7 separate regions of the Mus musculus genome follow, and all the other regions are linked to region 1. Evidence: chromatin contacts called from public Hi-C, HiChIP or PLAC-seq, Micro-C and promoter capture Hi-C data. All regions are on one chromosome and are shown on one strand. The core of a region is the stretch at or near the end of the contact, and the rest is flanking DNA. Distances in the headings are between cores, read along the strand shown. Region 1 holds the start of Wnt5a (wingless-type MMTV integration site family, member 5A). Region 2 holds the start of Ccdc66 (coiled-coil domain containing 66). Region 3 holds the start of Erc2 (ELKS/RAB6-interacting/CAST family member 2). Region 4 overlaps Cacna2d3 (calcium channel, voltage-dependent, alpha2/delta subunit 3). Region 5 overlaps Cacna2d3 (calcium channel, voltage-dependent, alpha2/delta subunit 3). Region 6 overlaps Erc2 (ELKS/RAB6-interacting/CAST family member 2). Region 7 overlaps Erc2 (ELKS/RAB6-interacting/CAST family member 2).

Region 1 (4,019 bases), core at 385-2,884:
TGGAAATGAGAGGTATGAAGTATAAATGGAAATTGTTATCGAGGCGTGGAGGATAACCGAAGGAAAAGTTGTTTGGAAAATTGCTAGTTATATTTCAAGACGAAACGTTAACTTTTTTGTAAAAGTGAACTCTCGGTGACCCTCAGAGTGTGTGACTCGGCTTTAACATACAACTGACAATTAAAACAAACACGAGTTCACAAACTAACCCCCGCCCGATCTCGAAACGCAGAGGCCCTAGAGTCTCCAAAGCACTAGGTTGACTCCGCTCAGGGGGCAGGATTAAAGCCACTAGGACCACTACTCCCCGCCCCCAATGCTGCAGTAAAGGACCTGAGCTCACCCAGAGGCCGCTAATAAAGCTAATAACGCGACCCTGCTCCCCGCGCGGGGTGCGCTCTGGCCCCCCGCCAGGCACTCTTAAAGGCACAGGGGCCGGGAACGCTCGGGTTACTCGACCTGGAGAGCCGGGAACTGGGCCCTGATCGGAGGTTGGGGGTGGGGTGTGCGTTGCTCTAGGGTAGGTGGCCCCTAGTTTCCTTAGTCTCGCAGCCGTTTCTCCTAACACAGTCCTCATCCGGCCTCAGAGCTTCAGCCACACAATCTCCGCGTGCCGGTGAAATGAGCGTTTGATATATACTTGATGAATCGAATCATTATCCAGTCACTGAAATACACGTAGTAAAACTACACTCCAGTTCTCGAGGTAAAAAGGCGCGCCGCCTGTGACCCGAACTGTCTTTCCTGCCCTCGCTCTTCTCCATAGTTGAAAAGGTTTGAAGAATAGCCGGTGCAAAAAGTCTCCAAGGACGCAGAGGCAGTGTCCCCAGGGTAAGGGACGAAAAGATAGGAGTCCCTGCCGGCGATATTGGAGTTTAGCTTTCTCCAGGCAGTTAGAGAAATGGAGAGGATAGGGATAGATTGAAAGAGTTCAGTTAACTTTGAAAAGGGGGGGAAAAAGTAGGGAGCGTCCGTGCGCACAGAACACTTACCTTCATGGCGAGGGGGAGGGGGCACGGAGAGGAAGTCGCCACCCGAGCGAAGGCGGCCGAGGAATTCAAGCGAAGCGTCGGGGTTAAGCCTTGGGGGACAATCCAAAGCAGGGCTGCGGAGTCCTCCTGGGCGCGTCGGGTGGGCGCAGCGACCCGGAGCGGAAGCGAGCACTGGCGCCCGGACTCGGGCAGAGGAGTTGGTATAGCGTGGAAATGTGCCCAGGAACCGAGAGGGCGCCGGCGCGCGCGGGCGAGCAGCAAGCGCAGGGCCGAGCGGGGACACAGTGCAGGAGCCGCGGGTCCGACGAGGGCGCGCAGGCGACTGTTCCGCGGCGAGGCGCTCCCTCTCTAACGTCCATCAGCGACGGCGGTAATTAGGGCTTTCCAACCCCAAATGTGGGCGTGATTGTGCAAAAGACTTTACAACAAATAATAAAAAAAATTCTTCACAAGAAGGTGAAAAAAAATGCCCCACTACTCAACTGTGGCCCGAGGCGGGGAAGGAGGGGGGGCAATCCCTGTGCCCAAGATGCCCCCAGTTCATTCACACCACGAATTCTGCAGACTCCAGGCGGCTCACGCCTCCTGATTGTCAGCTCCTCCTCTCTGGGTCTGTGGCCGAAACGTCTGCTTCCAGGGACTGCTCCTGCAGCTGAGTTAGCTAGTGAACCTCTGTGTACACACAGACACACACCCAAACACACACACATACACACACACAAACGCACACACACGCAGACACAGAGACACGCGCTCACACACACACACAGACACACACACACACACACAGAGCAGCAGCAGCGGCGGCGGCTATGGGACCACAGAACAATCAGGCACGCATGGTTTTTTCTCCGGGAGATGCCGCTGAAATCGCACAAGTCGCCATCAGAGCTGCAAGAGTCAGCGCCAAATTTTGTCCTTTCATTTTAGAGTCTGGCAAAAACCAGGCGCAAAGAAAATGGGTTCAAGGCAGCCCTGAACTTTCTGCCGCTTGGTGGCTTGAGCGGTTGATGGACAGCTAGCCTGTGGGGGAACGTTGGCTTCCCCCTTCTGGTCCCCTTCTTTCTTTCTTCCTTTCTTCGGGTTAACCTTCTTCTTTCCACCCCCCCGCCTTTCCAGAGAGAACAGAGCGAGAGGACGGAGGGCGCAGAGCTCCGCGGTGGCGACTCAACTCCAGAGGTCCATGGCGGCCGAGGCTGCCCACCTCCTCGGTCGCGGCCGGGGTCCGAGGGGCGGTCGTGGGGCCCGGCGGAGGCCGCGGAAGGAGATGGCAATGCAGCGGCCGCACAATCCGGACTCCGGACGGCGGAGGCGGTGCCTCGGAGCCTGCAGCAACTTTCCAAGCGATGCGGTGCCCCACAGACTGACTGGCCCAGCGAGGGGACCGCGTGCCCCCCACCCCCGGCCCTCCTGACCAGCTCCCTCACTTTCGCCCTCCCTCTCTCCAGACTCCTCTTTCCCTTGGTGTTCTCAGCGAAAAAAAAATATTTTTAAAGTTGCAGAACCAAACACGGCTGGAGAGGCAAAGGGGGGTGGGGGGGGGAGAGAAAAAAAAAGTCAACTTTGCCTATGCGCATGCGTGATGAGGCTGTCCTATGACAAACTTCTCAGGATTTTAAAGCTGTACTACGGGACAGGGTGCCTGGAGGCGGGGTACGCTCCCCCTTGGGCCCCCTCCTCAAGGCTCCCCATCCCCCAGGCATCTGTATAACGAGGTTCATTTCACTGCTGTTGCCTGCCTGCCTCCTGATCGGCTCAGCTTCTTCCAAAGCCGTCGACCCGTTTGGGGGTCTGAACCTCAACTTTCCGATCCGGACCCCTTGGCTCAACTGTCCCCAACTGCATTTACTGGCACCTCTACAGAAAGGACCTCACTGACATGGATCCTGGTTGGGTTGGGATGTCTCCTTGCGCCCTGGGCTTAAAGCCCGGGCTTGGAGGGTAGAGTGGGCTCGTGCATCTTGCAAAGTCCCTGGTGTCAGAGGTTTGCTAGACAGGACTGTTCCTCACCCCAACGTGGCCAGGCAAGAGTAGAGGTCATGCTGCCGATATGGATCTAGGTGGTGGCTCTCAGGGTGAGAAGACTGTGAAGTTTAGGTGAACCGGGGATCCAGACTCCAGAACTTCTAGACACCTCTAGATAGCTGAAATTGTTAGGACTTCGATTGGATAGAGTGGATGGATAAGCACCACCCTATCCTCCGGTATGCCACAGGTGGCATGCTCAAACAATGTCTCATGGGTTAGTGCAATTCTTTTCTCCATCTTTCCCATCTTCCAACGTTCAAGGGTAGAAGGTAAACACACACACAGACACACACAGACACACACACACACACCACTACACACACTACAAACACACACTGCCACTCCCCACCCCCTACATACCACATACACCCTACACACATACATGTACACATACCACATACACACTACACACACACAACACCACACATGTACCATACCACACACACACATACCACACACATATTAAACACACACACACACACACACTCCACTCACTCACCAGAGTCAGTTGTCTTCATCCACTGGCTTGCCTTTGACAGTTTGTGTTTGCTACCCTGTGCCTTACCCCATGCCCAGCAGCGCGCCCTAGAGCATGCATAAGCCACAAGTTCAGCTCCATGGATGTGACTGTTCCTCCACTGACCCAGCCACATGTGTCCCCACTGACTGACAGCCTCCCATCACTGCACCCCTGGTGTTTTTGCTGGAAGTGTAAACTGGGACAGATGGATGGATTCAGGCCATCCCCACTGGACTTCCTTTGCTAAGGATGCTTGTAGTCTCTAGGAAAGCCAGAGGTACTCAAAACCTTGGGCCACTTTCCCTCCAGTCCTCTCTAGGCTTACATCCCTTATCAATCTCAGGCATTTCACAATTTTTCATGTAGCTTTAGATCTGCGCACTTGAGGGGGAAAAGTGAGGTGGGTTTTTTGTTTTGTTTTGTTTTTTGTTTTTGTTGTTGTTGTTTTTGTTTGTTTTGTTTTGTTTTGTTTTTAAATC
Region 2 (4,019 bases), core at 1,133-3,632, 1.0 Mb after region 1:
TAAAGACACGCACCACCACAGACAGCTAAACATTAACAGCATGGTCAAATGTACAAGTGTATTCTTCCTCCCCCCCCCCCTTTGTTGTTTTTATCTTTTCTAAACCATTTTGAAACAGGGTCACATGTAGGAGAAGCTAGCCTTGAACTCTTTGGTCTTCTGTCTTAGACTCCTAAGTGCAGGTATGTGTTTCCAAGCCTGCTTTCCAAACCTGTTTGGCTTTCTAAAGAATAATATTAGTCAGGGTTCTCTAGCGTCTGTAGAACTTTTGGAATGTCTCTATATATGAAGAGAATTTATTGTAATGAGTTATAGTCTGCAGTCCAACTAACCCAACAATAGGCAGCTGTAAATAGGAAGTCCAAGAATCTAGTAGTTGCTCAGTCCCACGAGGCTAGTTGTTTCAGCTGGTCTGTATAAGCTGGGATCCTGAAGAAGTAGTTTCCAACAGATGTGCAAGCAGGCAAAGAACTAAGCCTTCCTTCTTCCAATGCCCTTATGTAGGCCTCCAGCAGAAAGTGTGGCCCAAATTAAAGGTGTGTGCCACCACAACTGGATCTGGAACTTGCTCTGTCCCAGGCTGACCTTGAACTCAATGATATGCTTGCCTCATTCTTCTGGGATTAAAGGCATATACTACCTTAACTGGGCCTAAGCTTTTCATGGCCGCTATGCCTCAAGATCTGGATCAAAAGTATGTGTCATCCCAAGTCAAGATCTGAGTCAGAAACCCGTGTCTTCTAGCCTCATGATCTGGATCACAGGTGTGCCCTCCATTTCTGAACTGTAGTTCATTCCAGAAGTTGACAACTAGGAATAGCCACCACACCTGTATAGCCTAGGCTGGCCTCACACTATGGAGGACCCCCAGCCTCTGTCTCCTAAGTGGCAGCAGCTGTGGTTACAGAAGTGTACCAGACATCAACTGTTTCTCTGACACTCACTTTGGTACAGGATTCCAACGGTGTGTGTGGCATGATGGGGAATTGCCCAGTCTTTGAGGATTTCTGTTGCATAGGACTAGACTATCCTCCAAGCCCAGCTACCACCATCTTCAGGATGCTTAAATGGGCCTGTCTGCATAAGATAGCACTCCCTGATAGCAGGACTGGATAGGGAGGTTCGTGGGACTCCCTCCTGAGCATCCCTCTCAGCCAACCAAATCCAATACTGCTGTAATGACACGTGGGCTCTGGGAACTCAAGGGGAGCAGATGCCCAGCTATCACATCCAGCCGTGAGCTTGAGCTTGTCGCCAGCCTTGCTAAGTGCAGACTTTACATTTACTTTCGGATTGCCCAAACTCCTGAAAACCCTCCTGCATGCTCCGGAAGTGACCCTAATAATGTCTCTACTATTGGGATCCTAGGAGGAGGGAGGTAGACATTGCCTTCTTTTATTATTATTATTATTACTAATAATAATAATAATTTATTTATTTGGTTCTTTTGAGACAGGGTTTCTCTGTATAGCTCTGGCTGTCCTGGAACTCACTTTTAGACCAGGCTGGCCTCGAACTCAGAAATCTGCCTGCCTCTGCTTCCTGAGTGCTGGGATTAGAGGTGTGCGCCACCACGCCCGGCTGACATTGCCTTCTTACACTTTACCCTCAGCAGCTTCTTTATGGAAGTGACATTTGTTTATTTTTATGTGGGGATTAGTGGGGGTGGGGATGGGGGTAGGGATGGTGGTGTCTTGGAACTCACTCTGAAACAGGCTGCCGAGGGTGCGCCCTCCCCGACTCCAGTCTGACACCAGGATTGATATAGCTGCAGGAGGCTTAGCCCCCTGACGTGAGTACTGGGATTCTCTGGAAGAGCAACAAGTGGAATTTTGGGCTGAGTCTAAAAGCGTCAGCTGGGGTTATACACATATTCACATTAGATATAAGATCTGTAGTATAATTGTTAAGTGGTCAGTGACCCAGGCAAGTCCTTTTGCCTCTTCGTGCCTCAGAGATAGCACTGCTAACGACGGATATACGAGTTTGGTCCACACTGTGACTGTTGCTGCAGTATTTAAAGAACTTCAGCCTGTAAGGTGTGGGAAGCACGAAGAGACAGAGACATATACTCTGTGTCCTAGGCGTCACAAGTCCTTCAACTAAATAAACCTCTCCTCCAAATATAAAAGAGAATGGTTACATCTGTTGTTTCTGCCTATTTGGAAACCTCCATTAGAGCCAAGGCGGCTCCCCAAGGTTGGCGGTGATCACGAAGAAACCGCAGACGCCCCCGGAGAGGGATCTAGAGTCCGGGGAGGCCGGCATCAACGAACGGACCCGCCAGCATGTCCCACTGTGATTGGCTCGGCTGGCCCCCGGCAACCAATCAGCATAGCGTTTGTTGAGCAGCGGCAGCAAGCTGGGTACACAAGTGACCTGAGCGAGCTGCGGGTGGGCGGCGGGGCCATGAACCTGGGGTAAGCCGGCGGGGACTCGCTGGGCTGTAACTTTCAGCCGGCGCGTGGCGGCGGGCGGGGTTCCGGGTCCAGCGCGGACCGTGGTGTTGGAGCGCCCCGGAGGGGAGATGGCGCCCCAGAGGGCGAGATGCTCGGGGAGCTACGGCTGCCCCGTACTGAGCTGGAGCATCCTCAGCTGGGGCTGGACCGAGTCTGGGGTGCGGTCTTCATCTTCAGAAGTTCATCGTTTTAGGAAAACCAGCCACCAGACCTAGACGTAACCGCGCATCCAGAAGCTGAATGTTAGGTTCTCTTCTGGGAGTTTAGAAATCAATGAGGCAGCCTGCCCCGTAAGCTTGCGGGGCGGTAGTATAGAGACTTAGCAACTTCAGATTCATTCAAGAGGTTGCCTTCTAACGTACCCATGAGCTGTTTGTAGTCCTGCAACGGGGTGGCCTCTGACAACCTATATCTCCCAGATTGTTTCCTTTTACAAACGCAGGCACTTTGATTCTCGCTACCAAAGCAACTCTGAGTTTAAAGTTGCTAGTCAACCTGCTCGCCCTTAATTTCTTGGTTTGGTATTTTCTCTTTGACGTTGTCGTCATTACTGTTCATAGACACATAACGCCCACCCCGTTCCCACCCCACCCCCGTAAGACTGTGTAATACTGTGTGTAGAATCCCATCAGAATTTTGTTGACTTTAATAGACAACGTAAGTTTTGCTGGTAGTGTTTACCGTTTCTTTATGGTGGCGCTTTTGACATGTAAAGTGTCATATTAGCCAAAGTTTATTGTTTATTTATTAAGATAGTAATAGAGTCACTAAAGCAATCGTGTAGTATATGAAATAGTCCAAGTTGTGTGGAATTCTGTATTTAAGCAGCCGTCACATTGGTGACCATTTTAGCCATCTTTCAGTCGCGTCTATTCCTCCTTGGAATCTGTCAGTCATGAAATTGTTAAAAACAAAACAAAACAAAAAACGCATAAATAGCTTATCTATGTCTTGTACCTGGCTAAGGAGTTCTGGTAGCAGCATGGGACTTTTGGTATAGAGCTGCAGGTTAAAGGATGCTGCAATAACTGGGTTGCTTTATTTCTTACCAGTAACAAAAACCAGGTTTCAGGTTAAACATGACACATGCTGGCCTCACTGAAAAGTTGTAAGAAAGTCTTTTGTATTTTTTTCCCTCTTAGGTTAAAAAAAATGTGTATGTATGAACACATATATACACATACTTTTTAAATACTTATTTTAATTTTATGTGAATGGGTATCGTGCCTGCATGTAAGTCTGTGGGCCACTTGTGCTGGTGCCCTTGGTGACCCGAGGGGCCTTTACAGACACTTGTTAACTGCAATGTTGGTTCTGCTTGCCAAGAATAGACAGTGCTCCTCACTGCTGAGCTGTCTCTCCAGCCTTGAAAACAATATTTTAAAATTTAAAGACTACTTTGAGGGAGGTTCAGGCAGGTGAATCAGGAATTCAAAGCCAGCCTGGTCAACCAGCCTGGTCTACATACATAGTGAGTTTGAGGGCAGCTTGGGCTATGTGAATTAAAAGAAACAACCAACCAAAACCCCTGCTTTGATGGTCATGTGATTCCTGTATACA
Region 3 (4,019 bases), core at 388-2,887, 880 kb after region 1:
CAAACTACATACTCAGAAACAGTGTGAGTTCACAAGGACAAGGGTAGGGTGACCACAGGAGACGGCGAGCCACACCCTTCTCTAGATAGCTCAACAGTAAGTGCATCTCTTCTAAAGAAGACTGCGATTCTGAAGGAAAGGTAGATCATTCCAACCTGCCGTCCCAGCAGCCAGCCCATGCCCGCTTCGCTCTTTATACAGATTGATTTCATGTTTAAGCCAACGACCTCGGCATCCACAGCTACAACTAGTGACGGACAGGAAAGACAGGAGGAGAACACAGGTTGAACATACTTGCTTCTAAGCCCATTGTCGAGGAGTTGGCTTCCCGCTTCTCTGCTTCTCACAGCTGGAGTCCTACCTGGTGGAAACCAATGGTTAAGTAAAACCACTGATTTAAAGAGCCAACCAGGAAACTAACCAAGACAAGTGGGAGCAGCCCTCCTCTCCCGAGCATTGATTGGCTCTTGGGGTTCCACCGGTCCCATTCTATACACATAAGTGGCAGGTGCGGCTGTCAGTCACGAAGAGAACTGACAATTCACCGCTCTGGGAGTAAATTGTCTTTCATCCAGCAAAGGCAGGTAGCCGCCTAAAATCGATCTTCTCCTAAGGGAGCGGACCCTCCCTCTGGCAAGGAGGAGAAAGACCCCTAACTACAAAATAAATTATGTAGGGCTAAACAGGGGAGAGTTTGTGGGTACTATTTGATTTTCACACACCGAAAGAGCCCTTATTCTTCACTGTCCTAAAAATGATCTTTCAAAGGCTCATACAGGAATAATAATAATAATAATTTTTAAAGGTACCTCCTTGTAAGTACCCCTTGTGTAATTAGGAGGTGGGGAGAGAATCGGTAGGAATGCTGTTTAATTTCACATCGTATCCTTTTTCATACACCACCTCCTACCCCTCCCCAGTAAATCATCTTCATTTTCCCAGGCATGAATTTTTCTTTTTATAACCTGCATCCCTTCCCCGCCCCCCTTTCCCCTGGAGCCCACCCAGACAGCCAGGCTCACAACCCCTGAGGCTGGGGGGTCCTGTCTTCTCCACTTTATTCAGCTTCCGATTCTGAGAGACCCCCACCCTCGTGAACATCCCACCCCTCCCGGCAAGGTAGTCAGCAAAGGGGGCGGGGGGTCGTCTGCAGAAAAGAAAGGAGAGGACAGTGAGGGTGGCTACGGGAGAGAGACTGCGGGAGGTGGCCCGGGGCGGGCGCCTGAGGAACTGTGCACTTGTTCCAATCCGGGGGTTTAGAGAGAGAGGCAAATCCGCCCTTAGGCCGCCCCATCCCTTCCCCCGCCTGAAATAGCCCCGAGGAAGGCGGCTGCGTCTCCCCTCAGCTCCCCCGATAACGCATTGCAGCTGCCCACGAGCGCCGGGGACCCGCACGAGGGAGCCGGGGCCCCCAGCGTCGGCGTCTCACCTTAGCGATGCTCGCCCCGGCGCGGTCCCACATGGATTTTTACAACCTCGCGTGGCTGCGGCGTCGGGCGGCCGGGAGGAGCTGGAGCGATCAGGAGCGCGAGACGGTGGAGCGCGGGCAGCGCGGGGAGGTGGTGGGGAGGTGGAGGGGAGCGCGGCCAGCGCCGAGCGCCGGGGCCGGGCCGGGCGGGGCCGAGGGGGCGGCGCCCGCCGCAGTCCCGACACGCGCGCTCACGGCCGCTCGCCCAGGCCCTGACTCACATTCCCAGCATTCCCGAGGAGCCTGGAGGGGCCGCGGCTGGGACCTGGGCACCTCCGCGGGGGGCAGCAGAGAGTCGAGTGCGCGCCCGCTCCGCAGCGCCTCCTGGCATCCTCCTGCCCGAAGCACCTGACCTCCCAATCCTCCCCCAGAAGCCCCTCCAAAAGCTGCCAGACACTTCTGGGGAACAAAAACAGCCCTTGCCTTTTAAGTTAACCTAGAGAACTGGGGTGAGGGTTCCTATGCCCTAGGACCATCCATTCCTTTGCAGGTCCATAGAAGGATGACTCCACAACACATCTACTTTATTGCCACCTCCTTGTCCCCCAAGGAAAAGCGAGATAGAAAAGTGAAAAGGAGAGCAATTCAGGCTCCTGTTCATCAGATGCATTAGGTGTCTCGTCTGGTTCCCTTTTAAATTAGAAAGATGGGCCCTGAGTTCACGCAAGCACACACCGCTCCAGGTAAAGTGCATGAGAAAGTGTGCAAGGTTTTCACGGGCAAAAGCTTCCGCTCAACAAGAAGTCTTGAACCCCTGCTGCTGCCACTTGGCACCAGGGAGGGAAATGGAAACGACAGAGGTAAGTAGTCAATTCCAGAACAGCAGCGATTTCCTTTATGCCCTGATGAGTGTGCTTCCAGCAACTTCAGTGGCCACATAAGAGTGGCTCCTGCTGGGAAGCTCACACATAAAGCGATCCTGATCCAGCAGTGGGGTGAGCAGAGGGAAGAACAGTGACTGGGGACAATCCTTCCTCCCACCCTGAAAAGGAGGACCTCATATGCTAACTGCTCAGAGAACAGGAGGATGCCTTCCTTTGGCAGCCTAAGTGTTTTTGCCTTTAATAGCCATACCATTTAAGGTTTTCCATGGCCTCCGGGTGCTCATACTCTTCTTTCCATCCCCAACAAATAGTGCCCATTCCCCTAACCCTGGTACTTGAAGGACAAAACCAAACTATATCTATTGTGTTCTGTCCCACATGGATCCTTGGCAACCTGGTGTGTTACATGTGAGAACCCTTTTGAGATTCTTGACATACCTCATGCTGAGTAGTTTCTGAAATGTGACTGTGCTAATTTGCTTCTCTGTTGCTGTGATAAAAACAATGACCAGAACCAATTTGGGAAAGGGTCGGCTTACATTTCCACTGCACAGCCCATCCTCAAGCAAAGCCAGGGCAGGAGTGCAAGGCAGGAACCTGGAGGCAGGAGCTGAAGCTGAGGCCATGGAGGAGCACTGCTTACTGGCTTACTCTCCTGGCTTGCTCAGTTTGCTCTCTTACTTAACCCAGCCAAGACCATGAGTACAGGGGTGGTACTGTGGGCTGGGTCCTCCCACATCAGTCATCAATCAGAAAACCGCTGCCACAAAGCCAATCAGATAGAAGCCAGTCCTCAGCTGAGGTTCCCTCTTCCCAGGTGACTCGAGTTCATGCCAAGGTGACAATACTAACAGCACAGTGACAGCATGCTTTAAGTGTGTGTGCACCCACACAGGCACACAATGTGCAGATATCTGTGCACATTACACTTACATTTTCTCAATCACTCTCACAAAAACTGTAAAATGGGTAATATCTTTCAGAAAATCCAGGTGACATATCCAAGATGGCACATTTATAGATTTTTTTTTAAATACAATGTTGAACAGTCACTATTGATGGCCTTCATTCTCTCTATTCCATTGACCTGTAAGTTCTAAATAAGAATCCTTGAGTGTTTAAAAGGTAACATTATATGTATGTAGGCCGAAGAATAGTTTTCACACACACGCACAAAGACTCATGGTTTCTAACAGATTTTATTTTTTAAAGTAGGTCCTTGATTTAGGAAAAAAATGGAAAAAAATAGTCATTTTATGTAGAAAACAAAGGACTGAGATTTTAGAGTTCTTAGACATGTCATCTTCATCCTTTTGGGGACTTAGTTTCCCATCTGAAGATTTTAAAAGCTAAACTAAATGAACTCAAAGATGTCATCCAGCTAACCTTTTGTAATTTAATGCTAAATATATGTATGTACATATGTACACAGACACACTACCCCATCATGCCAAGTGCTAACAAGCAGCCCTTACCCAACTGGACAGAAAATTACAATACAATCTTGTCGATACCAAAGACACAGCTCTCACTTCACAGAGAATAAGTAACAGTTTATTCTGAACTATGAGTGGCCATGGCCTAGAAACACAAATTTAGGTTATACCAAACTCCAGCTCCAATGCAGTAACACTTTAATAACGTTTTTTATGGATACAGAACAAAAAAAAGTTACAAGTCAAAAGACTTTTCAAAAAGCATCAGAGGAAACCTCAGGTAGGAAGCTC
Region 4 (4,019 bases), core at 395-2,894, 760 kb before region 1:
AAGATCAAGTATCAACATGCCTCATGAAACAATGAAAAAATAATTAAGTCCCCTGACCACAGGAGAGAATGGCTAAAATGTTAGTGACAAATGAGATGCAATACAAAGATGTCCTTAATGAAATAGGCAGTGTCTCCCATTCTCTTTCTGTGATCTGCAATGTCCCATTAGCATGTGACCAAGGGGGAATCCCCAGACTTTACTCTTCAAGTCCTGCTCCCTGGCAGAGTCTAGGCACTAGTGGTGCTGCCACCAACAGTTCTGCTAGGGTGCTGGGTCTCATACCCAAGGACTGAAGAAAAGCATAGTTAATGTGAGCAAAGGCTCCACTATTGGGCATGGAGGCCTTCTAGGCCTTTCTCTGTGTTTCATTACAGTGACAGCATCCCAGGCAGTGTTGACACAGGCATATTGCTCGGATGGTGAATGCACCCAGAACTCAGTCTTGACATTTGCTTTGCACCAAGGTGGGGTGGGGGAGGTGGGGTCACTGTCTTTTCAATTAAAAACCAATTCATTCTTCCAGTGTTTGCGAATGTAAATCTCTTCACCAGCCTGCAAGGCTGGCTGTAGCAGGGGATGGGTTTATCATTTCAGCCACTTAGCAGTAGGAATGAGGACCTTAAAAGAAAGGCTCAGGTCTGGGGAGATAAGAGGACTGGAGGCACAGAAGCAGTAGAAGTAACCCAGGTGTACAGGCCAGGCTTGTGGGCCCAGGAGCAGAAGGTTGCTACCACTGCCCACTGCCTGATGATGTGATCATGCTCTGATCAAAAGCTTTGGGGCTAACAGGTGGCTGTGGTATTGAAAAAAAAATTCCTTCATATGCTTAAGTTGCTTTGGTTGTTGAAAGAACATAAGAGTAGCCAAGGTTACATTGGGCAATGTGCATTCTTCATGAGCGTTAATAGAATTTGTCCTGCCAAGCCTTTTCACTCTGTTCTAGTGGCCCATTAAACATCTACACAGGTCCAAATGAACCTGGAGGGCTTATTGAAGTTTCTCTTGGCAATAGAACAGATGGGAAATCACTCAGTCCTGAGCTCCGACATTGTTCCAACAGGAGTCCCATACAGCCTGCAAGTCACCGAGGGGGAGTACCTTACGTGCGACCTCTCATGCATCACCTCACATCTCTTTTGTTGTTTTACAGCTTATGAAACCAGAGCAATTGTTTGATTGAACATTATTGATCCTCATTATTAACTGGATGTTGCAACAACCATCCTCTTGGGGTTAGGTGGTGTTGCCCTACAGAAGGCACATCTACATCTGCAGTAGACAGTCTTTAAGTGCCTAGTTCACCCCACTGGTGTAGCATTTGGTCTCCTAGCTTTGGCATTCCACTTATGTTTTCTCTTGCTCTTTGACGGTAGTCTCATGTGGCAGGGTATACCCCTTCGGAAGGGGTAGAGCCCCAGTAGCAGTAATGCCCTCACTGTAACACTTTCTGCAAGACAGACAGCATTCCCTCTTTCAAGCCTCTGGCAGAGGAGAAAGCATCTTAGCCATTTTGTTAGAGCTGGTTCCTTTCTGCTCCCAGCTGCAGGCTCTCTCTTTAAAGCATCTGCTTAAGCCTTTCTCCTCCTTGCAGGGCTCCTATTACCCCAGGCACAAGAACAGCTCCTGCTGTCCACACAGGCATTCCTGCCTGCCTGCCACGCCCAGCTGTATGCATATGCCTTTGCCTTATTTCTCAATAGCCACATTGCTCTCCCCAGAGCATTGTCTGTCAATGGCAATGTCTGAATGTTTAACCTTGGTTAAGCCCAAGCTCGCTCCACAAGGGTAAGATCAGGACTGGCTTCTGAGGTGTGCTACTATGCTGCTTACTGCACAGACTCCCAGGCCACCAAGCTCAGAAAAGACCCTGAGTCTGGCTGGCTGGCCTACCCCTTTCACCTTGAAATCATTGCACCAGACTCTGCCAATCACCTTGCCAGTTCTTGTCTGGGTCATGCCTGCTCCTGCTAGATCTCCAACATAGCCATGTGCTTGGGTGACATTGTGGAAATGAAGGCTACAGTGACAAAAGGTGATCTTATCAGCGCATAAAGTGCCAAATGCTTAATATCACATCATATTCTCATGGCCACTGAATCCTCCATCTCATTCTTCTCATGATGTTTGACAAAGGAAGCCAGGACTGAATTAAAGTGATACACACACTAGAATGAAAGGAAAAGAAATAGATGTAAACCTCAGGATGGACACACACACACACACACACACACACACAGAGTCTCTTCTAAAGAGCAATATTTAGAAAGCACAAATATGGTAATTGTACTGAAACCACAAGATTGGAGAAAATGCCCTTCAAATGATAAAGGAATTTAAACCAGTGACTGGGGTTCTTTAAATCCATCCTAAATTCCCCAAATTTAGAATTAATTGAGTGGGATTAATCCACTCTTTCCCATGTTCATCTAGGACCAAGGAACACAGGTGCAATAAAATATCCAATTGGATTTGTCTATCTTACAGCTGGGGAAGTCTCCTCCCCCCTCACACCTTCACCTTTCCCCCAGAAAGCATGACTATGGGACTCCTGTGAAGGCTGTAAGCATTCATGCTTATATGCAGTGTGCCAGTAAGTTTTCTGTCATTTGTCTTAGTTGAACACCTTTTCCTATGCTTTTCCCATGTCCACCCAAAAAATGATGCCACGATTGTGAGGTTGGCAGGTTTTGCAGGCTGTGTTGGCATAAGCTGCTAATAAATTAGGTGCACAGAAGTGTGATGCCGGGGCATTTCCCCCTGGAGTTCATAGGCCTTCCAGAACATTCATGACTCATCACAGCTTGTACAGCAGTTTATGCTCTAATAAATCAGAGACGCTTTGCTGAGATGGGATGGATCATCATGAATCTTTCTGTTGGCATTTTCCTTCTACAGGCACAAATAATGGAGCAAAACTGCCCCATCTGGATGTGCTGTAAGAGAACGCACAGCGGGAAGCTGTTTTCTCAAGCATCACAAAGGTCACTGTAGGTGTCAGGAGTTGAGGGCACAGCTAGGGCTGTGAGTGACAGTGTGGAATGAAGCCATTTGCAGGCCTTTATCACTGTGATTACAGGCATTAGCTGGACTGTCAGGGTCCTGTTCTCCCTTCCTGTGATGGGTTACAGTCTTCCTTGGTTTCCCACATTTCATTTGCAGACTTGTTTGCTGTCTTGCAAGTTGTGCTAGCAAAAACACCTTGAAAGGGGAGCGAACCTCTTTAATTTGCATTCTGTTCCATTTCCTGGTGAGGCTTGCTCTACACTGATCATAGTGGCCCAGTAGACTAAGGGGGGCTCTACATATGCAGCCAGGAAGATGCTCTCTCCTGCTGGCCCTCACCTGGGCAAGTGGAAGGATGATGAAAGCCAGTAAGCATGAAAATTATTCATGGGGTGATATTGGCCAGAAATGGATTATTTTGGCTAGGAAATCAACCTTTTCCTAGTGGAGGCTTAGTGGTCATTACAAAGTAAAGGTTGAAGAAGAGCACAGATCATGTAAAATACAACATATAAGGATAAGTCAGGAATCTGTGTTGTTGTGCAGTTTTACAAGCGCGCCCATCCATCCCCCATCTTAGAAGCAAATAGATATTGGTCTTGTTTGTTTGTTTGTTTCCTTTTCTCGCTTACTGGTATGGGCTCTTGCCCTTGCGAGAGCTGTGGGAGAACTCAGGAGGCTTCTGGGATGCTGCTTCATAGGCACAGAGAGACTTTTGGGGGACGTGCCCCGAGAGTAGAGAGCATCTGCCCTGAGCTGAGTCCTTTTCTATTCTGCAAGGCTTTGGAAGATGCTTCCTCAATAATCGCTTTGCTGTAGGGAAGGCAGAGGAGAGAGCAAGTGAGAGAGGATGTGATTTATCAGAAGTGACAAGGAGACCAAGTGCCTGTCTGTGCCCTCAGCCCTTCTTATTTATATAATGCCTGACCTTCCAGTTTCCCCCAGCAGATGGCCTGCTGAGGTTCAGGGACTCCGAGGTAATAGAGCTGCTGCAGTAGGCATGCATAGGAGAA
Region 5 (4,019 bases), core at 553-3,052, 720 kb before region 1:
GGGGTTGGAAATGTGCCAAGGGACAATTGGGCTCAGTTCAGACAACTGCCCTTTGCATGTGTCTTGCCAATGGATGCCTTTGTGTCCTTCACACCCCATATTACTTAGCAAGGTTTTTTAACTTTTGCTTTGATTTCAGGGTTTTAATTTTTGTTCCAGGTCATCAAAGACACTGTCTATATCACAAGTTTAAATTCTCTAGATAACATTAAAGAAAAGATTAATTTAGTTTTCTTTTATGTGCATGTTTGTCTACATACATGTATATCCACTATGTCCATGCAGCACCTATGGAGACCATAAGAGGGCATCTGTTTCCTTAGAACTGTAGTTACAGATAGTTGTGAGCCATGTGTAGATTTTATGAACCATACTCAGATTCTCTTTAGGAGCAACAAGTGTTTTTAGTTGATGAGCCAGCTCCTCCAGAGGAAACTTTAAATGATGCTCCAGTGAGACAGTCCCTCGAGTTAAGCAGCATTATGATGATAGAGGCTGACACAGAGTTCCTCTGTTCTGGAAGCCCAGTGGCAGTAAGAATGTCCTGTGGCTCTACTCAGATCCCATCAGCCTTGCTGTCTTCCTTGTGGCCCTGGGATCAGTTCCAGGCATCTGCATATTCAGTCTATTCATGAAGAGACTCCCAAGGTGAGTATCTCATCTAGAGCAGAACTTGAGCCCCACTGCAGTGGAGAGCCTTCACTAGGCTAGCACTCCCAAGAATGGTTTTATCGGTCACTGACAATCAAGAAGTTTTTGAGTTAAAACAGTCTTCCCTGCTCCCAACACCCAGTGTGTCTCCCATGCCCCTCAGACTCCTAGATGTTTCACATTGGAATATATGTGGTTCTTCTACTTCCTGCTTAGAAAAGGCCTCTGAGAAAGGATGTAAGTCAAGTGTTGGCTTGGATGCTGAGTGTCTGGAGAAGTAATGTCTGGCTGTAGGGATGAACTGCTGGAATCCTCAGAGGTCAGCAGTGTTTTCTTCTTTGTCTCACCATAATTTCTGTCACACAGTGTGAGGGTGCAGCCTGATTAATGACTCACTCCTTTCTCATCTCTTCACCTGGCCTGGGCTTTGCCTAGTGAAGCCAGACCTGCGAGTAATAATGACCTTAACAAGTGACTAGGTGCTGCATGGGGGGGGGGGTGTTGATGTCTTGAAATCATCTGTGACTTCCACCAAGACTCCCAGAGCAATAAGAATTCTACTTTCTAGGGTTGAGGAGAAACTGCTTGCTGTGCAAGGGTGAGAACCAGAGCACAGATCTACAAAACCCACAGAAAAGGCAGATGTGTGTGAGAGCCTGTCTGCAGTCCCAGTACATGGAGGCTGGGGTATGGAATTCATAAAGCAAACTGGCTAGCCACACTATTTCAAACATCTGGCTCTCCAGTTAGTGAAAGACACTACTTCAATACTCTTCAAAGTCAACAGAGGAACCCCAGGTCTTCACACACACACACACACACACACACACACACACACACACACACGCCCATCAAATATGCAAAAACAAAGTTATCTGTATTTCATATGGCAGGTCCAGCAAGAAGATTCTTCGTTGCCCTTGTTCTTGAGGAATGATAACTTCTAATCCTCCCAGCCCAGAGATTCCAGTGTATAGAGAGGAACATGCATCTGGCCCTTGTGGGAAACTAAGGAACCCAGCACTGTAACCCATGCTCCTGGCTCTTCCAGGATCTTCTCCTCCATCCTGGCTACAAGGTGCCCCTCACTGTTGTGGTCTGGAAGGGAGTGAAGCCCTGTGCACACTTAACTTATTCTTCATGCATTCCAGGAAGAGGGAACCAGAGCTAAAAGACTGTAGGCAAGAGACTGCCAGGCTTCCTTGTTCCCTTCCCAGCATTCAAACCAGCCATTAATGAACGCCAAAGCCATTTCTGGGAAGTGTGTGTGTGTGTGTGTGTGTGTGTGTGTGTGTGTGTGTGTTGGCAGGGGTGTGGGGGTGGTGCACATCTTTTCTAAATATCCTTAAGATGGAGCAGTTAATTCCAGTTTTCTGTTTGCCAGATAGTTGTTCTTCTTTTTCCTCATTTTCCAGAGCCTCTTTCTGCCAGTGGGCATGGTGATCAGCCCTGTTGGCCTGTCATTCATTATTTTTTAAAATTACACTCAACATGTTATCATAGCAGCACTTTGCACAAACAGAAAATCAAGTTTACTGTCCCTTTCTGGAGCCCTCTGTCACTATCATTTTGCTCTCTCCCCTTACTTGCATTTAAAGTAATCAACGGCACACAGTCCAAATAAGAATATTTTCAAGCTATTGTCAGATCCTAGTGACAAATCGATTACTCGCGGTTGCTTCCCAGGAAACTGCCTGTGGATATAGAATGCAATGGCATCCACAGCAGATTTGTAACCGAGGAAGAGTCTCGGGAATGTGGATGGCAAATTGCAGGGAGTGAGGTAGGCCATCAGGAGCTGGGAGGCAGCAGGGAGACTCGCTGACATGCAGGGACAGTGTTGTTTGCTTAGAAGACGAGCCACAATTCCGTTCTGCTTTGAACTCTTTCAAAAGAGCTGGCTTCCAGACAAAGGGAAATGCAATACAGCTAGGGTTGTCTGTTTTCATAAACTTTCAACTTGCTTTTGTTGCCAGTCCTGTTTTTAAAACCCGCCTTAGAAAAACATAAAGCATGCTTAATATTCTGCTCGGAACAATCTGATATTCATTGCGATATGTCTTGGGTCCCTATTGATTTTGAAGACACTGCACACAAATGCTTGACATTCGGGAGGGCAAAGTGAAGGATTAAAATGGAATGCCTCCTGCCTGCAATCGTCTTTGAAGAGGAGAGAATGTTCAAGTAAGCAGAATTCGCATAGTCAGAATAAAACATGACGAGAACATTTGCGGAAGGAGATGGAACGTGACTGGGGGAAATGTGAACAACACGGAAAGAATAACATTGGCCTGACTCTTTTCATCTTTTGTGAAGTGTTTTATACATTGATGCATGGTCAGTGGCCTTCAGATATAATTTTCTCCTACCGTGTGTATGTGTGTGTGTGTGTGTGTGTGTGTGTGTGTGTGTGTTGTCTCTCAAGGATGTCCATGTCTAGAGTAAGAGGATATTTGTGAATGTGGGTAAAAATGTGTACAAATTGCCAGTGACCATGCAAATATAGGCAGCTCAGCAGGGGTCTTAACTGACACAGAAGACTGTTGAAACCATAATGGCTTGTAGGCAAGAGGGCATAATTACTAGGTTGTTCTATGCTTATGGAGTGCTGACAGTCTGAGTCACTGGAAACCCAGAAGACTTGAACCTGCCTGAAATACTTCAGATGACAGAAGACAAAGGCACTTGGGCAGGACCAAACTCAAGGGTGTAAATACAGCAGCAATGGAAGGAACTTGTAGCTGGTGGCATCTGCTGCCACTTTAAACACTCTTCCTTCTTTGAGTCCCATGCTGGCCCATCTGAGAAAGGAATGTTTGGGAGACATTGCAGGTGGAATGAAACCAGAGAGGAGGAGAAGACTGGGCAGGAGCCTGGGGAAATGGAGGGGGAAGGGCTTGAGGACTTGGGACCCCAATTCTCCCTCATTTCAACCCAGGTCAAGAGATTCAAGCTCCTCCTCTAATGGGGTAGAGGGGCACCCTACTGGTATCTTATTTTTGTTCTGTTATTTTCTAAAGAGTTGGGTTTTTTTTTAATTATTATTTTTAAAATCTATGTTTTCACACACCTCTTTTCCTGTGAGTTCAGGAGCTTATGCTGTCCAGAGGCATCAGGTCCTCCAGAGCTGGAATCAGGCAACTATGAGTCCTTGAGAACTGAACGTGGGTCCGCTGCTAGATCAGTGCATATTTTTAGCCACTGAGCAATCTCTCTAGCCCCTTTACTATTTTGAGATCAGCTCTTATTACATTGTCCAGGCTTGACTCTACCTCCTGGAGTTGTGTGATCCCTCTGCCTCAGCTCTCACCCCCTCAGTTACTTGAGACTGCAGGTTTATGTCATCCTAGAGATTTTGCTAGATCTTC
Region 6 (4,019 bases), core at 777-3,276, 680 kb after region 1:
TTGGAGGGGATGAGAGAAGGATAAGGAAAGAGTAAAAGACAAATACAACATCAGAAAGACAAACAGAGAGACAGACAGGTAGGTAGATATCAGAAAATAAGTGAGTGGCTTTCCCTCCTAAATTTCAGCTTGCTTACCAATAAAACAAGCTCCTCTTCCAATGGGTCATTTGCCCTAAGCATGGCACCATGACCAAAAATTTTTGTCTGCTATCAATGTAACTACAAATTACACACACAGTGTGTGTGTGTGTGTGTGTGTGTGTGTGTGTGTGTGTGTGAAGTACATGCATCTGTATGTGTGCTTGTGTGCATGTGTGTGTGTGTGTGTGTGTGTGGTGGTGGTGCATGCATACACATAGTTGCCAAAGAATAACCTCCAGTGTCTTCCCTCAGGCACTTTCCACTTTGTCTTTGAGACGAGGTTTCTCATTGGCCAGGAACTTCACTGTATCAGCTGACCAGCAGCCCCCTGAGATCCCACTGTGCCTTCCTTCCCTGCCCTGGGATTAAGAGGGCACACCACCATGCCAGCTTTTTACATGATCTGGGAGACAGAACTCAGGTTCTCACATTTGTAAGGCATGCATTTTACTGACTAAGTCATCCATCTCTCTGTTCCTTTGCCCAAAATAAAGCTTTTGACAAGCAATTTTTGCTTAGAATGAGATGTGACAGGAGTAATTAGTGTCACAAGTAATCATTTATAGTAATTTATTTAATACCTGTAGCTCTACCAGCTAGCTCTTCAATAATAACAACAACAACAACAGATCTTTCCTCCAGATACTGAATTGAGGCTCACAATCCTTATATTCAAAATAAATGAGTAGGTAAAGATTCCAAGAGAGAAAGTTTAGAAAAGGACCGGAAGCAGACTCATCGCGGACCTTACTCATCCACACATGCGATGCCGCCCCAATTCCTAGGCCGAGGTTCTCAATCATCCATGTGTAAGGAAGTCATCTAGAATTTGTTAAAGTAGACATTGCTGGGTCTGAGATGTTAGGTTGGAAACTAACTCCAAAATGATGCTGATACTGCTATCCAAAGCCCAGCATGGCCCTGCGTAGAGTGCCTTCTGTCAAACCCACAAGGAGAAGGTTTGTGCGGGCACTGATCTCTTTTATTTACTTCCAGCAGGGAAGTGATTGATGGCCAATGATGCCTGCTAGATTGTAACCACATGATTTGCAAATCCGGCCCTAGATATTTACTGTGTGAATCATCCTGCAACCAGCCATAACTTCCAGGAATTCGTGGACACGAAACCACACTCTTCGGAAAGCCTCCCCTAAAAGGAAAGCTTAAAGGATACCCAAGGGGTATGAAGTGAAGGATTTGAAGATCAATTCAACAATTACCTCATAGTGACAATCTCCAAAGACTGTGTGTGATATACCAGAAACTGACTAGAAAGAGGCCTGAAAACTCATGAAAAGGACAGACAGCCCAGGCAAACAGAAGAAAGCATAGGGCTGGTTTTGTTTGTTTTGTTTTTGGAACAAAAAGATTTATACCTCTTCATAAGGCATACATGCTTGTACTTCCTTATATGTTATGTTACAATTGAAGATGGACGGGGGGGGGCGGGGGGCAAAAAATTTTCTGCTAAGATTGGTCTGCTGTAAAGTACAAATTAAGAAATCAATCATACAGAAAATCAATTATACAGAAAAGTTTGCATTCATGATTCAACACTGATTGGCAACATATCCTGAGCATGTTTAGATAAAATATACCTTCAAGGATGCCCATAAGTGCACAGCTATGGGGCCAATAACTCCTTGTAAGTACACGTTGACGAGTGTCATAACAGATAAACAGTACTGGACAAAGAAGTAAAAGCAGGCCATTGCCCTGGAGGAGCAGCCCTGAGGTGCACTGTAATAATGCAAAGGCTTCCCCAATGCAAACATACCAGGAGATTCTAGAGAAGGTAATATCTCATGGAAGACTGTAGCTATGCCAAAAAGCATGCTGCACTGGGAAGGCAAAACAAGGCTGATGCTGTAAAGTGGGAGGAAGCACGGTCGTGGGAGACACACCCTCTGACTCACTGCAGACCTTGGCCTTATGCCTCACATTCAACAGACACTAAATAAATAAACCTTCAAACACACAAGCGGAAAATAGAACAGTGGAGAGAAGAGGTGGCTGACAAAGGACACAGAACAAGGATGCAGGATGGACAGGTTTATGGCCAGAAAGCTGACATTAATAAAATTAGAGGGTATTTGGGACTTATGATAAGTTATTTTCTGTTCTCTCTCTCTCTGTCTCTCTCTGTCTCTCTCTGTCTCTCTCTCTCTCTCTCTCTCTCTCTCTCTCACACACACACACACACATGCATGCACATACACATGCACATGCACACACACACATACATACATACACATTCACATACACACACAACCTACATGAGATGATAGCTCTGTTAATTACTTTTGCACACAATGACCAAATACCGGACAGAAGCGACTAGAAGCAGGAGGGACTTATTTTGTCTCATGGTTTCAGAGTGTGCTGTCCATTGTGGTCAGTGTGGTAAAGAAAAATGGTTTAAATCATAGCAGACCAGGAAGCGCCATGGCAGCAGTGAAGTGCAGCTCCCTGTCCGCAGTACTTGCATAGTGCTGCCCACACTCAAGGAGAACGATGATCCCTCAGCAGTCCTCTCTGGACACACAGGCACAAGTGCGCCTCTCCTGTCTCCTAGGTAATCCAAAATCAGTCAAATTGGCAATGAAAATTACCCATCACAACAGGCATGTCAACTTTTCCCACTGTAATTGCCACATGACTGCCTATGTGTGGCCTATAACATCCTATTGCAAACTCCAAATATACAAAACAAGATATATTTTAACAATTAAAAGTAAATGCATAAACTGCTTAAAAGTTTTACCATATACAAAAAGCACATGCCTTTGCATGTCTGTTTACCCCACGTTGGGTAAATACTTGTGTCTGCCTCTAGATATTTGATGTTTGCCTCCATGGAGCAGTCTTTAAGGGTCTGCACTGTTCACCAGTGAACCCACGGTGCCTGCAGCATTATCCTGTGATGGAAATGCTCAACACCACCACTGGGTTAGCAAACTGTCCCATGAGGCCACATGGTGCTGCCAGAGGCCTCACACAAACTTGCACAAAAAGAAGAGGTGGTAATCACATATTTGAATGAGATTCCTCTTATAATTTTCCCCAAAGCAGGCACTATGACAGAGTGGGAGGACCTCCAGGGGAGGGATTTTCTGGGCTGCCTTCCAGGTAATGCTGATACAATGCCCTCTGCTGGGAATGACTGCCAGAAACCAGGAAGCTGAACTATGCATGTTTAATAGAAGGCCTTGTGCTTCCTATCAGTAGGAATGGCCATGAACACCTTAGGAGAGGATGAAGAAAGTCCAGCTGAAACCCAAGCAAAGCAAACCTAAAGTGTTGAGTTCTAGGACAGTGCCTCTGCAGCCATGGGGCAGCTGGCTGATGCTTCGTACCTCTCCAGATGTGGGAGCTGCAGAATCTGTGGCAGCAAGAGAAAGGAGTCAGACATAGTAGGCTTACTTAAAATGGTCTAGAAATCATATTTTTGTGTTAAACTATGGAGGGCCAAAGAAGAAGAAAGCATGTTCTAATGATGTTCTCAGAGGCATCCTCATGGCCTCCATATGGTCCAGAATATTACAACTAGCCAGTCTTAGCCTAATGTTTACCTTGTTTGAGACAGTCTTATTTAATGGTCAACTATTAACAGTACCTCCCCTTGCTCTTAGAAACGCCTCTGTTTAGAAGACATTTAGCATCCTTCATCCTATTTATCCCCTCTCTTCTTCAATGCTTCCTCCACACCACAGCTAAAAGATTACTTAGTCTACGATGCCTGACTCCTTCCAGGTTAAAAATTACCATGGTTTCTCAATGTTGACTTGCAAAGCCTATTCTGCCAGACCTCTTCTTCATCCTTCCTTCTAACCACCATCTTGAGCTTCTTGGGAGCTCTGGGGCCTCCTGCCTCGG
Region 7 (4,019 bases), core at 628-3,127, 620 kb after region 1:
CTGGGAGGAATGGGGGGAGCTGTGGAGAGAGAGTATATAGTCAGAATTCATTAAATTCTAAAAAATAATTAGAAAAATATGTTTAAAGGTTTATTTTATTGAAAATGAAAACAGGGCTTTGCAAGCCTGAACTAGTCATGCCCTACTGTTTAAAAAAATAAATAAAAATAAAAACTTCACAATAAATAAGACTCAGAACTCAGAGTGGGACGCAGGATCCATGCTGACTACGGGGAGACATATCTGAAGGCCAGATAACACCTGTATAGTGAATCACTCCTGCCTCACGCTACCAAGTAGAGCACTGAACCTTTGCAAACACACAGCGGGCTTCTCCAACACCCAGAGCTGACTCTGCTCTTCTTAGATGCAAGTCTCTGCACACTTACCCAAATAAGTACTGAGAGAAAAGCCACTTGACCCGTGAGCTAGTAAAACTTGAGTAGAGAGCACCAAACCAGTGCTCAGTGAACACTGGTGTGACTCAGGGGAGCACTCATCCAAATCCTTCCTGCCAACCTGCTAGCTGTAGGCTTAGGAGCCAGTTGCTTATTTTCTCGAAACCACAGCTATATCAACTGGAATGGGATCATGGGATCTATTGCCAGGCTTACAGAGACTGACTAATTTCTATACGTGGGAGGAGAGTTTGCTGCTAGCATAGGGAACCCTTGGCTTAGCGATGTTTCTGTTTTATTACTCTTGTTTATTATCCATAAAAAGGCAGGAACATGTTTGCTTGCTTGTTTGCTGGACATTTATTTTACTTGCATCCGTCACTGGGGATCAAAGCAGGGTGTCACACAAGTGCTGTACCAAAAAGCCACACCCTGGGAGGTCATACAAGCCTAGAAACCTGTGCAATCTTCCTGTGAATGCAACACCCTGGGAGAAGCAATGCCTTTAATGAAGATCTTAAACTGTCCCAAAGATGAATGAAATAAACCTGTATAGCATCTGGAGTCAAAAACAGACAAACCAACAAAACAAAACAAAACAAAACAAAACAAAACCTGATTCAGTTCATGAGAGTTATTGGGCTATGGTTGAACCAGGTTTGGATACCTATACACTATAGATCCAAATGAATTTGATCAAGTGTTAAGAGTCCTCTTAGGGGAATCTGAACCTACCTGCAGGGCAGCATCACAAAAAAGAGCCAGTCATGGGGACAAGGTACAACATTCTATGTTAGTAAGAGAAGCCATCATCTGTCCTGAGTCACAGCTAAATGTAGGTATATCCTTCTGAGGCAGGGGAGCCACTGGGTCATCTTAATGAAGCTCATCAGTGCTGCTACTTGCTTCGTTTCACCTGTTTGAAATAGCCTTCAGGTATAAATCATACTCAAGAGGAATGGCCCATAGGCCTCTGCTGGCCACATGGCTGCAAAATTGAAGGTCCATGCTCCAACATAAATTCTATATTGTGGAGAGAACAAGCCTCTGGCTTCTTAATCTTCTGCAGTTGACAAGGTCATAAGATCAAATGGAGTTTCTGAGATTTTTATTAAAGCTTATACATCATTCAGGAATATTCATTTGGTAAAATCTGGTGCAATGGATAATTTCTTCTGTTCTAGCAAAAAGTTGATTGTTTTCCCTTCTTTTGTGTATATGTATGGACATGTATGCATATGAGAGGGGGTGGGTGGGTGTCTGTGAACACATCTGTGAGGATGCTCATGCAATGTATACCTACTCAGAGGCCAGAGATCCATATCTGGCACCTTTCTCAATTCATTTTGCTACTCCGGTGCCTTGCCTGGCTCGCAGAAGGATGTACCCATGTTCTGCTGTGACTCAGGGCAGGGGCTGGCTTCTCTTACTAATTTCATGTTTTGAGACAGTTTCCTCACTGACTCCGGAGCTCACCAGCTGCCTCCGCATGTCCAGTGCTGGGATTTTAGGCTTGCACCACCAAGCCTGGATTCATGTGCTGGTACTGAGCTGAAGCTCTGAACTCCGGTTCCTGGGCTTAGCTAGAACATCTGTATGTTCTATATATGGCAAGCTCATTATTAGCCAATGCATCTTCCCATCCCAGAAAACTGTCCTTGTCCATTATCAGATTTACTATGCTAAGCAAGTGAGGGAAGCCCAGGCCCTCTGCAATCTGAGCTGTTAGGTTGGCGTGAAGCTTTATATCCCATCTCAGGAATCACCAGTGCTCCAACATTGGTTTATTTTCTGAATTAAAAGCAAAGCAAAGAAGCAAAAACCGAATCTTTTCTCTTCCCTGGCTTCTGGGAATTTTGAAACTGTTGTAGCCGCCTTCCTCAGACAGGCAAGGAGAAGCTGCCTGAAACTGGCTCTCATGGAGAAGGACGAGACAAAAACCAGACTGACACAAAAAGGCATGTGCTGATCCTTCTTGAGGCCCTGGATCAAGGGGTGCCTGGAGCCGTAGTCTGTTTTGGTTTGGTTTTTATTGCTTTATTAGTTTTATTGGTTTACTTTGTTTTCCAGTTTAAAATGCCAATAAACTTCCTTTTGATTTCAGCAACTCTGAATTAGATTCCCATTGGCTTAAAAGTTCTAACAACAACAACAACAAAAATGTTTTGCAAAGAGCTAACAAGTATTGCCATTCACATAATTCATTTTCTTCCTACTTAAATTGGATAAAGTTTATCAATGAACTCAATAAAGTGAAAGCTTTGGGCAACATGCTCATATTGTGTCAGATATACTGAAGTCAGGTTAAGAATACATTCTTTCAAAGGCATTAGCATTAAATAGGGAAAATGAAAGCGTGGCTTTTGAGCTGTCCTCACAGGCTGCTCTCCAGCAGAGGGGAAAGGAGTGGAGAAAGCCTCTTTGGCCATAGAATCAGCAAAGGGGCTCCACGAGAAAGGAATTTCTCAGAGAAGTGCACACAGTTTCCCACATACAGATGTGGGGCGTACCTGCCAGATCAAATCAGGGCCAATTTTAAACCATGGAGATTCCTGCAAAAAGATAGATCGTCAGTGACATCATTCTCTTCTCTTCCTTTTACTCAGCAGACTTTAGCCCAGGATCAACTAGGTGCTGGAAGGTGTGTCTGGAGAGGGCCATCCCCTATCGGGATACAGGTCCCTTCTCCAGGACCTGCAGAGACTTCCACACAGATCAGCAAGTCTGTAGGGCACACAGAGTTCCCAGAGAGCAGTGGGTTGAAGCTCACACAAAGCTTGAGAGAAGCAGGATTCTGCAGACCCTTGCAGGAAGCCCCGTTGCAGAGCTGATGCAAATGTTGTGGAAACAAATGGAGTTCAGAACTTCACCCTCAGTTTCCCTAAGGAACAAGGGACAAGTATGGAATATCTTGTCAGCTCTAATTTATGTCATCTTCCTGAAATTAGGGGGCTCATAGAGAGGCTTTTCTGTACTTCTGAACAGGGCATAATGGCACATGGAACCCTGTTATTTTGGAAGGAGAGACAGGAGGATCAGGTGTTAGTTCATGGTCATCCTTGGTTACATAGTAAATTTGAGGCCAGTATGAGAGATGCATAAGACACGAGACTGCCTCTACAAAGCAAACTATTCCTTTTATTTAACTTTAGATTTGGCAAAGCACTAGTTAACAATGGTGATTTTTGGCCAAAACCAAGACAAAAAGCAATCTGAAATTCCAACCTCTGAGTTTAAGTTCTGTTCAGGAGTCACCTCTAAGGCTTGTACTGTCTGGGTTCCCAAAACTTACTCTAATTTTTTTTTTTTTTTTTTTGAGACAGGGTTTCTCTGTGTAGCTCTGGCTGTCCTGGAATTCACTCTGTAAACCAGGCTGGCCTCGAACTCAGAAATCCGCCTGCCTCTGCCTCCCAAGTGCTGGAATTAAAGGTGTGGGCCACCACTGCCCAGCCTCCCTCTCGTTTTTAATGTACAAACTTAGATGAGATCAGAACCTCTGTTATAAGTACACATGTGGTGTAGGAGATAACCCTGTACCAAGAGCCTCTCTAACTCACTTCAGGTGTGTGGAATCTAGACGCTAATTGGACTAGATTTTTCTATGGATAAAATAGAAGACAA

Evidence for each region. Promoter capture Hi-C pulls out the DNA fragments that hold promoters and counts their contacts. A called contact is a pair of places that touch in the nucleus more often than the background predicts. HiChIP or PLAC-seq counts read pairs in DNA pulled down with a chosen protein or histone mark.
Region 2: a contact with region 1 is called in a promoter capture Hi-C map of embryonic stem cells, with 3 times the contacts expected there. The contact joins the promoter of Ccdc66 here to the promoter of Wnt5a in region 1. A contact is called at or near these places in 2 of 39 promoter capture datasets (embryonic stem cells and hippocampal neurons) and 3 of 115 datasets of contacts at active chromatin or transcription factors (astrocytes, embryonic stem cells and stem cell-derived neural progenitor cells).
Region 3: a contact with region 1 is called in a Micro-C map of embryonic stem cells, with 2.4 times the contacts expected there. The contact joins the promoter of Erc2 here to the promoter of Wnt5a in region 1. A contact is called at or near these places in 1 of 39 promoter capture datasets (embryonic stem cells), 2 of 484 Hi-C or Micro-C datasets (both in embryonic stem cells), 3 of 115 datasets of contacts at active chromatin or transcription factors (cardiomyocytes and embryonic stem cells) and 1 of 9 other capture datasets (embryonic stem cells).
Region 4: a contact with region 1 is called in a promoter capture Hi-C map of the 3T3-L1 cell line, with 8 times the contacts expected there. The contact joins the enhancer-like site here to the promoter of Wnt5a in region 1. A contact is called at or near these places in 5 of 39 promoter capture datasets (the 3T3-L1 cell line, hippocampal neurons, maxillary cranial neural crest and 2 more), 3 of 115 datasets of contacts at active chromatin or transcription factors (VIP interneurons, embryonic forebrain and embryonic midbrain) and 1 of 9 other capture datasets (embryonic stem cells).
Region 5: a contact with region 1 is called in a promoter capture Hi-C map of the 3T3-L1 cell line, with 6 times the contacts expected there. The contact joins the enhancer-like site here to the promoter of Wnt5a in region 1. A contact is called at or near these places in 5 of 39 promoter capture datasets (the 3T3-L1 cell line, frontonasal cranial neural crest, hippocampal neurons and 2 more), 1 of 484 Hi-C or Micro-C datasets (uterus) and 2 of 115 datasets of contacts at active chromatin or transcription factors (embryonic forebrain and embryonic midbrain).
Region 6: a contact with region 1 is called in an H3K27ac HiChIP or PLAC-seq map of embryonic fibroblasts, with 20 times the contacts expected there. The contact joins the enhancer-like site here to the promoter of Wnt5a in region 1. A contact is called at or near these places in 16 of 39 promoter capture datasets (the 3T3-L1 cell line, cranial neural crest, embryonic stem cells and 8 more), 1 of 15 datasets of contacts at CTCF or cohesin (the NIH/3T3 cell line), 54 of 484 Hi-C or Micro-C datasets (the C2C12 cell line, LSK cells, the MC3T3-E1 cell line and 33 more), 20 of 115 datasets of contacts at active chromatin or transcription factors (the NIH/3T3 cell line, astrocytes, a colorectal cancer cell line and 15 more) and 5 of 9 other capture datasets (adipose tissue, embryonic stem cells, embryonic tail and 2 more).
Region 7: a Hi-C map of uterus shows a contact between it and region 1, with 4 times the contacts expected there. The contact joins the enhancer-like site here to the promoter of Wnt5a in region 1. A contact is called at or near these places in 15 of 39 promoter capture datasets (the 3T3-L1 cell line, 3T3-L1-derived adipocytes, cranial neural crest and 9 more), 17 of 484 Hi-C or Micro-C datasets (the N1E-115 cell line, Sertoli cells, cerebral cortex and 5 more), 14 of 115 datasets of contacts at active chromatin or transcription factors (VIP interneurons, craniofacial prominence, embryonic basal ganglia and 9 more) and 1 of 9 other capture datasets (embryonic stem cells).

What each region holds. Positions count from the first base shown.
Region 1 is chr14:28,503,088-28,507,106 of GRCm38.p6, reverse strand. Wnt5a (wingless-type MMTV integration site family, member 5A) reads right to left here and starts at 1,634. Exons shown (of 5, transcript NM_009524.4): 1 at 993-1,634. The coding sequence starts at 998.
Region 2 is chr14:27,506,823-27,510,841 of GRCm38.p6, reverse strand. Ccdc66 (coiled-coil domain containing 66) reads left to right here and starts at 2,382. Exons shown (of 18, transcript NM_177111.3): 1 at 2,382-2,420. The coding sequence starts at 2,410.
Region 3 is chr14:27,620,025-27,624,043 of GRCm38.p6, reverse strand. Erc2 (ELKS/RAB6-interacting/CAST family member 2) reads right to left here and starts at 1,637. Exons shown (of 20, transcript NM_001347497.1): 1 at 1,430-1,637.
Region 4 is chr14:29,267,651-29,271,669 of GRCm38.p6, reverse strand. The region is part of intron 11 of Cacna2d3 (calcium channel, voltage-dependent, alpha2/delta subunit 3); the gene reads left to right. Among named protein-coding and RNA genes, the nearest start is that of Lrtm1, 250 kb to the right of the region's middle. Within about 2 kb of position 1,644, at least 15 of the 459 cell types and tissues checked have an H3K27ac peak or open chromatin away from gene starts, as enhancers often do.
Region 5 is chr14:29,227,979-29,231,997 of GRCm38.p6, reverse strand. All of the region lies in intron 11 of Cacna2d3 (calcium channel, voltage-dependent, alpha2/delta subunit 3), which reads left to right. Among named protein-coding and RNA genes, the nearest start is that of Lrtm1, 210 kb to the right of the region's middle. Within about 2 kb of position 1,802, at least 23 of the 459 cell types and tissues checked have an H3K27ac peak or open chromatin away from gene starts, as enhancers often do.
Region 6 is chr14:27,821,263-27,825,281 of GRCm38.p6, reverse strand. The region is part of intron 4 of Erc2 (ELKS/RAB6-interacting/CAST family member 2); the gene reads right to left. Among named protein-coding and RNA genes, the nearest start is that of Gm45645, 18 kb to the left of the region's middle. Within about 2 kb of position 2,026, at least 55 of the 459 cell types and tissues checked have an H3K27ac peak or open chromatin away from gene starts, as enhancers often do. A contact at or near this core is called in the NIH/3T3 cell line, the STO cell line, a colorectal cancer cell line and 4 more, where this site is marked.
Region 7 is chr14:27,878,734-27,882,752 of GRCm38.p6, reverse strand. All of the region lies in intron 5 of Erc2 (ELKS/RAB6-interacting/CAST family member 2), which reads right to left. Gm34996 (a long non-coding RNA gene) reads right to left here. Exons shown (of 2, transcript XR_383314.3): 2 at 1-3,279. Among named protein-coding and RNA genes, the nearest start is that of Gm34996, 4.1 kb to the right of the region's middle. Within about 2 kb of position 1,877, at least 3 of the 459 cell types and tissues checked have an H3K27ac peak or open chromatin away from gene starts, as enhancers often do. A contact at or near this core is called in VIP interneurons and uterus, where this site is marked.